2 separate regions of the Mus musculus genome follow, and region 2 is linked to region 1. Evidence: chromatin contacts called from public Hi-C data. All regions are on one chromosome and are shown on one strand. The core of a region is the stretch at or near the end of the contact, and the rest is flanking DNA. Distances in the headings are between cores, read along the strand shown.

Region 1 (2,700 bases), core at 125-2,624:
AAAAACAGAAAGAGAGAGAGAGAGAAATGACGCTGTGAGAGAGAAATTGACGCTTTTGCCAGGCTCCTATGTTCTGCAAAGAAAGCTAAGTTTGCCTCTATCGCCCGTCCTTGGCGCTCCTGTTCTGGGTTCTACCTGCAAGGCTCTGAGAACCGTGTGTTAGCCTGCATGGCTGCCCCCTTCCTGAGGTTCCCCCAAGGAGAGAGACTTCCCCTGGCTGACCCATCTAACAGGCTTCCAAAGAACCCTTTCTACTGAGCCTGGACCACTCTGCAAATCTAGGAGGAAGGATCCAGTTTTACCTCTTGCCAGTCTGGGGACAGCTGATGCAATCTGTCTCCTGCTGAGATGCTGGGCCCTGGAGCAGGAGAAGGGAAGTTCCACCTGCTGTGGGGCCAGCTGAGCGCCATGTGGCCAGGTCTGTTATAGCCAGCATTGCCAGCAGAAAGCCTTGGCTTCCCTTGTACCCTGGAAAGAGACCCGTTGTGTGAGAGTTGAATAGATAGAATTCATTCTCCAACATCAAACTGTGATAGTCTTTAAAGGGCAACCTCCAGCAACCCTTAGCCTGGGGTTGTTCTCCAGTCGCCTTTAGAGGGATCACCTTGACCTTGCACTCCCCCACACAGCTGAATCCGACGTTTGCCCCTCCCCCACCCTAGCCCGATCCCATCCTCTCTCACAGTGATGAACCAGCCTTGTCTGAGATATCCCGGATTCTTTTCTTTCATCAACACCTGCTCTCACACACCCTGTCTTGAACAGGCAGGTCAGGTTAGGGTGCTCTAACAAACGGTCCCCCAAGTCCCTCACTGATGGACCACCAAGGCTCATACTGCATACATTCAACTCGGACTGCATCTGCTCCGACTCCCCACTGGCACGATTCAGTCACCACCTCCATGGGCAGCGGCTGTAGCCTGTGAGAGAGGGAACGTGTTCTACAGTATCCTTCAGCAAGGGTCTGAGTCCTAACCCAGAACCAGCTGTATGACCTGCCCGGCCTTTGGATGCAGAAAGAAAGTTACTGCAGGGATGGACCTGACAGAGCTCTTACTAGTAGGGAACCGGGGGGGTGGGGGTGGGGGAATCAGGAGCAGAATCGACTTATCCGTGGATTATGGACAAGATATATCCTTTAAGGCACACAATTGCCTACTTCTGGACAGGTCAACAGCTCACCAGCCAGTTAGCGACAAATCCAACCAGGGAGGGTTCCAACTCGGTACTCACAGGAGCCAATTTGCCTGTCAACAGCGCCACCTGCTGGTCGATAAAAGTCATCCGCGGAGGCGCCCACCTGGGAGCTAGCCGAAGAGCAGGGCCCAGCCACTGCTCACCCAAACAACTCCCAGCCTAACCAGGAGGCAGCCTCGGCAATCGACAGTTAGGCCTGAGGACAAACATTCTAAATCGGGCGCCAGAGCACTGCACAGTTTTCTCAGTGGCTCTCCAGAAAACCCTATCTCAAGATGTCGTCATCGATGTGTCGAACAGGTGCCACTCATTAACAGTCATTGAGACTCTTTTAAGGGCTTTTTAAGTTGACTGTGTTGTGTACGGGTAACATTGTACAGACAGAGCAGGCTGTGTTTGTGTATTTAGGAGTATATAATAATTAAAAAGACCATGAACGGGGACTGGTGAGATGGCTCAACGGTTAAGAGCACCGACTGTTCTTCCGAAGGTCCTGAGTTCAAATCCCAGCAACCACATGGTGGCTCACAACCACCCCTAATGAGATCTGATGACCTCTTCTGGTGTGTCTGAAGACAGCTACAGTGAATGTACTTATGTATAATAATAAATAAATCTTTGGGCCTGAGCAAGCAGAGTTGACTGGAACAAGCAGAGGTCCTAAAATTCAATTCCCAACAACCACATGAAGGTTCACAACCATCTGTACAGCTACAGTGTACTCACATACATAAAGTAAATAAATAAATGTTTTTTAAAAAAAGACCATGAACTCAAAAGGAAGAGGTGGGGACATGGGAGCAAATGGAAGGGGAAATGGTATAACTACGTTATGATCTCAAACATATGTTTTAATTCTTTAGAGCTTGTTGCTTTTTTTTTTTTTTTTTTAAGGTAAGGACTTAGGTGGTAGGTGAGGCAGCTCCGTAGACAGAAGCACTTTGCCAGAGGACAAGCTGACGGGGAGCCTCGGGAGAGCTGCCCACCACCTTTGACGCAGGGTTGCTCACTTCCCTTTCATGGCTCGTCACAGCAGTGTGCCACAAACAAGTGTCCTCAGAATGGACACTGAAGGGGAAGAGGGCGTGGGAGTGCACCGGGTTGAATGCTGAGGTCGCAGGTCACCTCAGTCAGGTAGGCAGCCGGGAGCAGAAAGACAGGCCTGGAGGACACAGACAGATTCCTCCAAGACCCGGGAGAACCCAGAAAATGCCATTCGCTTCTTCTCCCCTCCCCACCCCTGCTGTGAGAAAGGAGAGGAAATAGGTATTTTTAAGATATAAGAAGATATAGATGCCGACACGACTTTATATTACGAGAGGAACTGCTGGCCAAGAAGCACCAAATTATTTACAGCATGTTTCCCAGAACTCAAAGAAACACTGAACTTTTTTTTTTAAACAGGCCTGAAACCAAAGCATAATTTATAACAATACATCAAACTTAGCAATACATAAATCCTCTCGCCTTACAAAAAAAACACACCGAGAATTGTTCACTCTC
Region 2 (2,700 bases), core at 88-2,587, 100 kb before region 1:
AGGACAGCTGCCGTGTGTGTGTGTGTGTGTGTGTGTGTGTGTGTGTGTGTGTGTGTGTGTATCTCCACAGTCCCAGGCATGGAAGATGGAAAACAATTTCTTTAGGGTCTTTCCCCATGGTGGACACACATGCATAGACAGAGAGGTCGCGCTGGGCCAGGTGAGCCCCAGATATCCCAAGAAGTAAGAAGGGCTGGCATCTAGTTTTCTGGGAAAAGGGACCTCTGAGTTGGTAAAGGACAAGCAGGAACTAGGATGTGAAAGCTGAGAGAAGAGGGAGGAAGCTCAACCCATTGGCCCCAACTGTAGCACAGGGGACTGAGAGAAGCTCATTGCTGGCCATAGGAAGATGACCCAGATGATGTCATGTCTGGTTTGTAGGCTGGGCTGGGAGAAGCTGGGGTCAGGGTCTGAGCCAGGGCCAGCAGAATAGGTTCCTCTGATGGTGCAGCCTTTGCCTCCCCGCCCCCAGCCCTCCAGAGGTGAGGAAGCCTCTCTCTGTTCCTGGGGACCTAGAGGGAAGTCACCTTAGCTGCCCTGTCTATAAGGGGATGTGAAGGGAAAGGGGTGCCAGGTCCTGTGTTATAAGAGTCTGCAAGGACTAACATCCAATGTAAAGTAGGGACTGACTCCCACACGCCTCTTGAATCCCCAAATCCTAGCATCCATTTCTGAAACAGTGTAATATCTGCATATAAAACCACACGCGTCCTGCTGAATACTTTAGCCTTCCTGGGGATTCAGTTTAATGTCTAATGTCATGGGTACACTGTGAGCATAGTTCTCTCTCTCTCTCTCTCTCTCTTTTCCTTTTAAAAATTTTTGCTAGCCGGTCGTGGTAGCACACGCCTTTAATCCCAGCACTCGGGAGGCAGAGGCAGATGAATTTCTGAGTTCAAGGCCAGCCTGGTCTACAGAGTTCCAGGACAGCCAGGGCTACACAGAGAAACCCTGTCTCAAAAAGCAACAACAACAAAAATTTTTGCTTGTCTTTTCTACTTGGTGTTTGTTTGTTTGGAGAGAGAGAAAATTTTGTTTTGTAGATCAAGTGGTCTTCAAACTAGTGATCCCCTGCCTCTGAGTTCTGGGATTATGGGCGTCTGCCTTCATAACCAGCTTCCCAAAATTCTCTTCATCTATGGCTGGTCAGATCCAGGGGATAAAACAATCCATTCAAAAGGAGGGCTGGCTGTGCTCGGAACTGGCCTGGCGCACTGTGCTGTGATTGACCTTCCAACACCCCCACCCCGCGCCTCACCCCACCCCACCCCCACCCCCGTGGCCTTTGTCAAGGCAGATGGGGAAAGGCCAGCCAGGGTGGCGTGAGGAATGGCGTGTTCCAGTCCATCTGTCTCCTGCTTGGGTTCAGGGCCAGGACATGGGCACAGGGCTGGTGGCTCCTGACTCCCAGGTGCTGTCAATCATGACAAGCCCCTCCCTCCTGCTGCCCAGAACACTGTAAGATCACAATGGATGCCTGGCCTCTGTCAACTCCAAGGAGATATAATATTCCTGTCCCTCACATCCCTCACACCCCTACCACCACCACCACAATGTTCATGGAATAAAGACATGCATCCCATGTCTACATACGTAGCTAACCCAGGCCCAATGTGCTGGCTCCATGCCAGACACACCTCTGCAGTGTTCGGGTGGCCCCACAGAGAAAACTCCGCTTGGTAGATGAGAAAACGTGTTAAGAGAGGTGAAGCCGGCCGGGCGTGGTGGCGCACGCCTTTAATCCCAGCACTTGGGAGGCAGAGGCAGGTGGATTTCTGAGTTCGAGGCCAGCCTGGTCTACAGAGTGAGTTCCAGGACAGCCAGGGCTACACAGAGAAACCCTGTCTCAAAAAACCAAAAAGAAAGGAAAAAAAAAAAAAGAGAGAGAGAGAGAGAGGTGAAGCCTCTTTCCCGTAGCCACACAGCTGGGAAGTGTGAGTGGAGTTTGCTCCTCAGGACTCAAAGGAAAGGCTCACACACACCCCACTTCTCTGAAGGGTGGGCAGCCCCCAGTCTCACCTCTCCGAGCCTCTGAGCTTGCATCCTGAGAGCTCAGCTCTCCCCTGTTCTGACCCCACAAATGTGCCCACTCTGAGCCTCCTTCCCAGGGGGCCCCTTAAGGTCGCTCGCTGTAAGCAGCGATCTGTGAAAGCTATACCTTCAGAGCTGTATGCTTTCCAGTAGCACCAGAAGAAGGCACCCACAGAGAAACACCCTTGAGGAAATTGTGGTTAAGAGCAACTTGGCTCCCCCCCTTGAACTGTTACTTCCTCTATCTTGATAACCTGTGATCTGAATTAATCACCTCTCCCCCTTTCCATGTGGCCACAAGGAAGCTCGAGGTCACATTTGCAGATCCCAGCAGTGACTCCCTTACCTCCATGCAGCTGTCCATGCTTGCCTCCGCGGGTCCTCGTGTATCTAACCCTACCCTGTACTGCTTTCAGTTCCTTGTGATAAGATAACGGCTGAGTTACGCAGTCACCCAGATGCTCATCTAAACCCCATTATCCTCCATACCTGCTGGGCTCCACTGTCCTCAGGGACAATACCGCTGTCCACTATGGAGGTGAGGCAGCTCAGCTCACATGGTGCTCAGCCAGTGACTGCTTCATGTCCAGATCACTCCGACCTCTACCCTTGGTTGTAGGACAAAGTACCCACTATTTTGAGCCAGCCCACACCCTTCCTGATGCTCCT

The links. A called contact is a pair of places that touch in the nucleus more often than the background predicts.
Region 2: a Hi-C map of cerebellar granule neurons shows a contact between it and region 1, with 2.9 times the contacts expected there. The contact joins the enhancer-like site here to the promoter of 1700069L16Rik in region 1. A contact is called at or near these places in 1 of 15 datasets of contacts at CTCF or cohesin (embryonic stem cells), 9 of 484 Hi-C or Micro-C datasets (the N1E-115 cell line, bone marrow-derived macrophages, cerebellar granule neurons and 6 more), 6 of 115 datasets of contacts at active chromatin or transcription factors (effector CD8 T cells, embryonic fibroblasts, embryonic stem cells and 3 more) and 4 of 9 other capture datasets (adipose tissue, embryonic stem cells, liver and 1 more).

What each region holds. Positions count from the first base shown.
Region 1 is chr5:113,723,398-113,726,097 of GRCm38.p6, forward strand. It overlaps 1700069L16Rik (RIKEN cDNA 1700069L16 gene), which reads right to left and starts at 1,375. Exons shown (of 3, transcript NR_033216.1): 1 at 1,234-1,375; 2 at 303-468.
Region 2 is chr5:113,618,959-113,621,658 of GRCm38.p6, forward strand. All of the region lies in intron 1 of Cmklr1 (chemokine-like receptor 1), which reads right to left. Among named protein-coding and RNA genes, the nearest start is that of Gm42002, 17 kb to the left of the region's middle. Within about 2 kb of position 1,338, at least 29 of the 459 cell types and tissues checked have an H3K27ac peak or open chromatin away from gene starts, as enhancers often do. A contact at or near this core is called in bone marrow-derived macrophages, cerebellar granule neurons, cerebellum and 2 more, where this site is marked.